Regions from separate parts of the Mus musculus genome. Here region 1 is linked to region 2. The links are chromatin contacts, called in public Hi-C maps. All regions are on one chromosome and are shown on one strand. Each heading gives the region's core, a stretch centred on a gene start, on an enhancer-like site or on the middle of the called end of the contact. The rest is flanking DNA. Distances are from core to core; before and after follow the strand shown. Region 1 holds the start of Pclo (piccolo (presynaptic cytomatrix protein)). Region 2 has its middle 120 kb from the start of Pclo.

The links. A called contact is a pair of places that touch in the nucleus more often than the background predicts.
Region 1: a contact with region 2 is called in a Hi-C map of cortical neurons, with 2.9 times the contacts expected there. The contact joins the promoter of Pclo here to the enhancer-like site in region 2. A contact is called at or near these places in 2 of 39 promoter capture datasets (hippocampal neurons and stem cell-derived epiblast-like cells), 7 of 484 Hi-C or Micro-C datasets (the AtT-20 cell line, cerebellar granule neurons, cerebral cortex and 2 more) and 2 of 115 datasets of contacts at active chromatin or transcription factors (astrocytes and neural progenitor cells).

What each region holds. Positions count from the first base shown.
Region 1 is chr5:14,513,636-14,516,335 of GRCm38.p6, reverse strand. Pclo (piccolo (presynaptic cytomatrix protein)) reads right to left here and starts at 1,418. Exons shown (of 25, transcript NM_011995.4): 1 at 876-1,418. The coding sequence starts at 1,114.
Region 2 is chr5:14,391,158-14,393,857 of GRCm38.p6, reverse strand. No RefSeq gene overlaps it. Among named protein-coding and RNA genes, the nearest start is that of Pclo, 120 kb to the left of the region's middle. Within about 2 kb of position 1,412, at least 4 of the 459 cell types and tissues checked have an H3K27ac peak or open chromatin away from gene starts, as enhancers often do. A contact at or near this core is called in cortical neurons, where this site is marked.

The sequences.
Region 1 (2,700 bases), core at 169-2,668, 120 kb before region 2:
CCTGGGTCCTCTAATTAGAAAACAACTTATTCATTAGGAAAAGGGAAAATAAAAAGCTAGAGAGCAAATTAATATGTTAATACTAAAGATTAGTTTTATAATTGTCCTTTATTTATTTTGTTTTTAACTGAGTACTGAAACCTAAGCTTAAGGTAATACAAATTCGCATGTTCTATAAACGGAAAGTCATTTTTTGCATTATAAAAGAGCAATGGTTTTTAAACTAGCATATGCTAATTCAGAAATACATGTACAGCACCTGCTCTGCTGTGACCGAACCATCTGTTTAATGTTACAAAATATCTTAGGGCCTTCACTGAATATAAAAGGTATATTTAGTCTATGCTTTTCACCTAGGCAGCTCATGTTCTCTAGGGACAGGTTGGGCAGGAAGGACCAGTCCCCTCCAGTGGGCTAAGGGTATTGTTATAAGAATATTTACACATCATTCTCAGAGAAAAAAGACCTCAGAACACTACAGAGGTTTAAGCGTACAGGTAAACAAGCAACCCAGCTCTATCCATTTTTTAAACATCTGTGTTGTATTAATGGAAGATTTCCAGATTAGTAAAAACACCGTAGGGCGTCTCTCCACACCAACCTAGTGGAAAAGGTTGCAAAAGGCCAAGGGGAGGGGAATCACAACCTAAAATCACAATTCCAAGAATGCAACCCATGACTATCCCACCAGAAACTCTACACTGCATCGTTTTTATTCCGCCCATCCAAAAGCTTATGATCGCCTTATCGCCACCCCATTAGGGAGAATAAAATGAAGGGAGGCGACATATATGTACCACCGTGCGGGCACATACACGTACGTGCACGGGAAGCGGTATATATATGCTTGGACCTCTCCATCATGCTGTGCGTGCCTGTGCATGGAGGGCGACTCCGCAGCGGCCGCGGGGACGCTTCCCTTGGGCAGCCCCTGCGCCCTTGACATGACAGCAGCGATCTGTCTCCTCTCCTCCTCGCTCAGCTGGCTCAGGTCCGCCTCCATGCCGGCTGGGATCCCCGGGTGCAGGGCGCTCCCGGAGCCGCCAGCCCCGCCTGCGGCCGCCGCCAACCCTTCGGGGAGCCCTTCCCCTTCCAAGCTCGCCTCGTTGCCCATGGCTCGGCGGGACACGTCCCGGTGCAGAAGCCCGCGGCCGTCCGAGCCCCGCCAGCCGGGGTCCGCCCCGGGGCGTGCAGGCTGCCCAGCCCTGGGGGCTCCGCGCCCTCCCGGCTGCCTGGGGAAGTGGGGCGAGCTCAGACCAGTCCGCAGGCTGTGCCGGCGCCGGGCAGCTCCTCCATGTTGGACAGCGCCAGGGAAGCTTCTCACGCCCTGTCTCCCGGTTGCCTCCTCAGCGCCGGAGCAGCCCAGAAGCAGCGGAGCTCGGCCAGCCCCGCGCCGACGGCCCCGCCCCGCGCCCCGCCCCCTCGCCGCGCCGGTACTGCGCGTGCGCCGCCCCGAACAGGTGATGTCCGCCACGCCTACCCGCCCTGCGTCGCATCGCGCGTAGACGCCTAGACACCGACTTAAAGGCACCAGATGATGCCATGCTAAAAGGCCCGGCGAACTGCGGACACTTCCTTCAGGCATATAGCAGGATGCCTCAACCTGAGTTTTCGCGAGCTCAATTTAGGGGGAAAAGAGCGGAAGGGGTTATGTCTGCAGCTCTGCCTCTTGGGATTTGTAGTTTCTTTTTCTTCCCCCCGCCCCCCTTCACCTCCGAATCCTCCCAAGGGACTGTGAAAGGATTTATAAAATTTCCTAAGAAAGATTCTGGTAACTAAAGATGAGGGAGAAAGAATCCGTCTAGTTTTTAAAGAAAATTTCCCAATATGAGATGAAATGGCCTTTATCTTAGAGAGCTTTACCAGAACAATTAGGTTGACTTTTTCAAAGTGATACATTAGTAAATTGGGAAAATTTTTTGAATGCTTGCACCTTGCGCTGTTTCCTCAACTACACCAATGGAAAGAATTATGGGAAATTGCTCGCCAAGGGAACAACAAATTTTGAAGTCTGTTGCTTTTATGTAAAACTTCTAAGTCATGGTTTCAAGTCTTGTCCATCCATTTTATTATTTCTAATTTAACAAATGTAAAAAGAGAAAAATCTCAGTAGATAAATCTCGTTAATCACACAGCTGCTTAACAACAAAGCTGTCTATATTTTCAGCACCCCACCACCATACTTCTTACTTCTATTCTAGAGTAATTATTCCAATTATTGCTGAGTCTGAAACTCAAAATTTGCTATGTAATGTTTTCTTATAAAGTGTTAAGTCTCAACTTTTAAGCTTAAAGAGATCAAAAGCTAAGAATAAGAAACTGAACTAATACACAGATATGAACATGATCTCACAAGATACATTTCCAAGTTTTGACAAAATTCTTATCTATGAAGTAGGTTCAAACCTTCTACTTTTAAAATAGAAAATTGGCACAGTTACAAAACAATCTGTGTCTAACATTACTAGAGTTAATGACAGCTACTCAACAGAGGAAATTGCATTATTTGTTATGTCACTGGAAACTGATTGACTTTTTGATTCTTTCATAATATATTAGGGATGTGACTTCCAAAGTCAGAGCTTCAAGTCATTCATTAAGATAAAGAGAATGTTTTCACAAACAAATTAAGCCCAAACAATCAGACTTTCTGATAGTCCTACAGGCAAATAGAATATGTGAATATTTTAAAAGGGGAGT
Region 2 (2,700 bases), core at 163-2,662:
CTCTTTGTTTGTTTGGTTTTTGTTTTTGTTTTGTTTTGTTTTGGTGGGGCTTTTTGGTGCTTAGTTTCAGAGAGTTCGAGTACATGAACATCATTGTGGGGAGCATGGAAAAGGTAAAGGTAGGCATGTACTTTGAAGAAAAATTGATGGCTTACATCTTCTTCACAACCATTAGGGAGTGAGAGACAGATACTGAGGTATGTATAGGCTTTGAAACCTAAATCATGGTTCACGGTCATACCTTCTCCAAGGCCATGCCTCCTAATCCTTCCCAAATATTGCCACCAACTGGAAACCAAGCAGTCAAATATATATACGCCTATGAGAGTTATTCTCATTCAAACTCCCAAAGACTTCTTCCATTGAACCTGGAGTTTCCCAATTCTGCTCAACAGGCTGGCCTAACAAGATTCTCAGAAACACTTAAGTCCATCTTTCATAATTGGGATTACAGACATATACTTCCATGCCTGGATTTTACATGACTATAATACACTAAACTTAGTTCTTGGTAGCAAGGACTTTACCAATTGAGATGTCTCCTGAGCCTCCATAATAATAATTTATTTGCAAATAAAATTTTTCTTTATAAAACTATCCCTATTAAAGCCTTGCTAAAAGGAAGACAATATTGGACTCAAGAGAAAAGAAAATGACGGAATACTATAACCTCAATCCTTTTTCCATAATTGAGGTAAGTTGAGAGGAAACATAACTGTACTGAGGCCAATGTTGAATATTAGAATCTGGATAGAAAAATATAAACAAAGTGAAGCTTCAGTCTTTGTTCTATCATGGAAATAAACTTTTGAGAAAATGCATTTTAATTTTTAGTTGTGACGGCTAATGAAGCCCCACCAATTCAAGTGATAAACTGAAAATGACTTCTTTCCCCCTTACCAGTGTGGTATTCATGGACATTTATGTTTACTTTTGAAGTAACAAGCAGCTTAATCCTACTTTGCTGAGCTGTATGTTGTTACACAGCATGTGAAGTAGGCATTGCAGTTCTGTGCCTCAGGTGCTCTTTGTAAATGCAAAGTACTGCAGGTCACAGGTGAAACATGGATTGATGTGACCATGAGTCCTGTGAAAAAAAGCACAGCCTTTCTGTGTGTTCATGGATAACTTGGAACAATAGGCACACACATGTACAGAAAGTTTACAATAGCATTCTATATCTTGAGCCATATATTCTATCATTTACATGTTTGAATTCTTTACAGAATGTTTGATCTGTTAAACATCTTCCATCCGTCTATCTTGTCAACTGCATCTTTTGAAGAGAATGGCTGTGAGATCAATGCCATCTTGTCATTCCTCCTTTTCTTGTATACATAGCAGAAGGAGGATAGAGGACTCTGAAATGGCAGTTCTGCTTGGATGCCCGAGTAGCTGGAAAGTGCTAGGCTGTGACTATGTTGCTAGGAAGCTGCTGCTGTTCTCTCAGTACAAATCAGCCACTCCTTCCAGTCGATCAGATAAACAGCCTTGTTGGGCTAGCTAGGGATTTTGCCTTCCTGAGCATATTTAATCAATATGCATAGCCTTTCTTACCATCCTACCTTGTCCTGTACTTCTATATTTCTTCTTTGATAAGAAATAATCATATAGAATTACAGAAAAGATGATTTCAAAGAGGAAAAAATCCCTCCCATGTTTTTCTCATTCACATAAGCATTGTCTGTCTTAGAACATAATCTTTTCCTCTCAGAATCCATTACACAGAAGGATTTTTCTCCTTTTCCTTCTTTCTTTTTTTAATTCTCTTACCCAAGAAAGGTGTCTGCAATTGAGTCAAAATTATTCCACTGAAGCCTCAGGGCAGCTGCTAGTGTTAAGTGGGTGAGTCATAGAGTGGTCCTTGAATCTTAGCAAGTGGTGGTGCTTGTGGCACATTCTGCTTCCACAACTCACTCTCAGGGAAAGAGGAAGATAACGTAGGGGAACGCTTCTGACAAATATACAGAACAAAAGAAATGGATGACACTGTGGTGTGCTGGCTGTAGCTTGCCGTACAGTCTAAGCTGCAGTGCTCATCCACACAGGTTTCTGCTTGGTTCAAAGGAACATTTGGAAGGAGGACTATATCCCTAGAAATACAGAATATGTAAGCAAGAAGTTTAGCTTTTAATTTGTTTAATTTATATAAAGGTCACCATATTCCATAGAACATTCCCAAGACATTAATGAGTACAGACTCACTAATATTTGCAGATAACCAACCACTAATCCAATATTGAAGTTGAATTAGTTAGAGTTAAGAAGACAAAGTCTCCACCTCTGCAGGGCAGACTACATTCAAAATATCACAGTTTAAGAAAGTAATTTATTGATAAATATATTGTAAATGACAATATTTTATAATAGTTTTTTAACTCTTTACAACTGCTTACACAGAACTCACATCACAAGAGTCCATATCAACTAATCCATCCAATCTATTGAGTTCTGGGACTGTGGGCTTTACTGGGCATAGGAATTTCAGGATCCAGAGCTTGCCTATGAAACTTGTTAACTGATCTTGGACAGATCACTCTTCCCAAGCACATTATTCCCAGACAGAAAGGAACGGCACCACAGGCTAAAGCAACGCCCTCAGAACCCAACTCCTTCTCTTCATGTCTCTACCCTCCTGCCATTCTGTGGAGAGTCACATACAATGCCGCAAACAACATATTAAATAGTTTGCTACGTTCC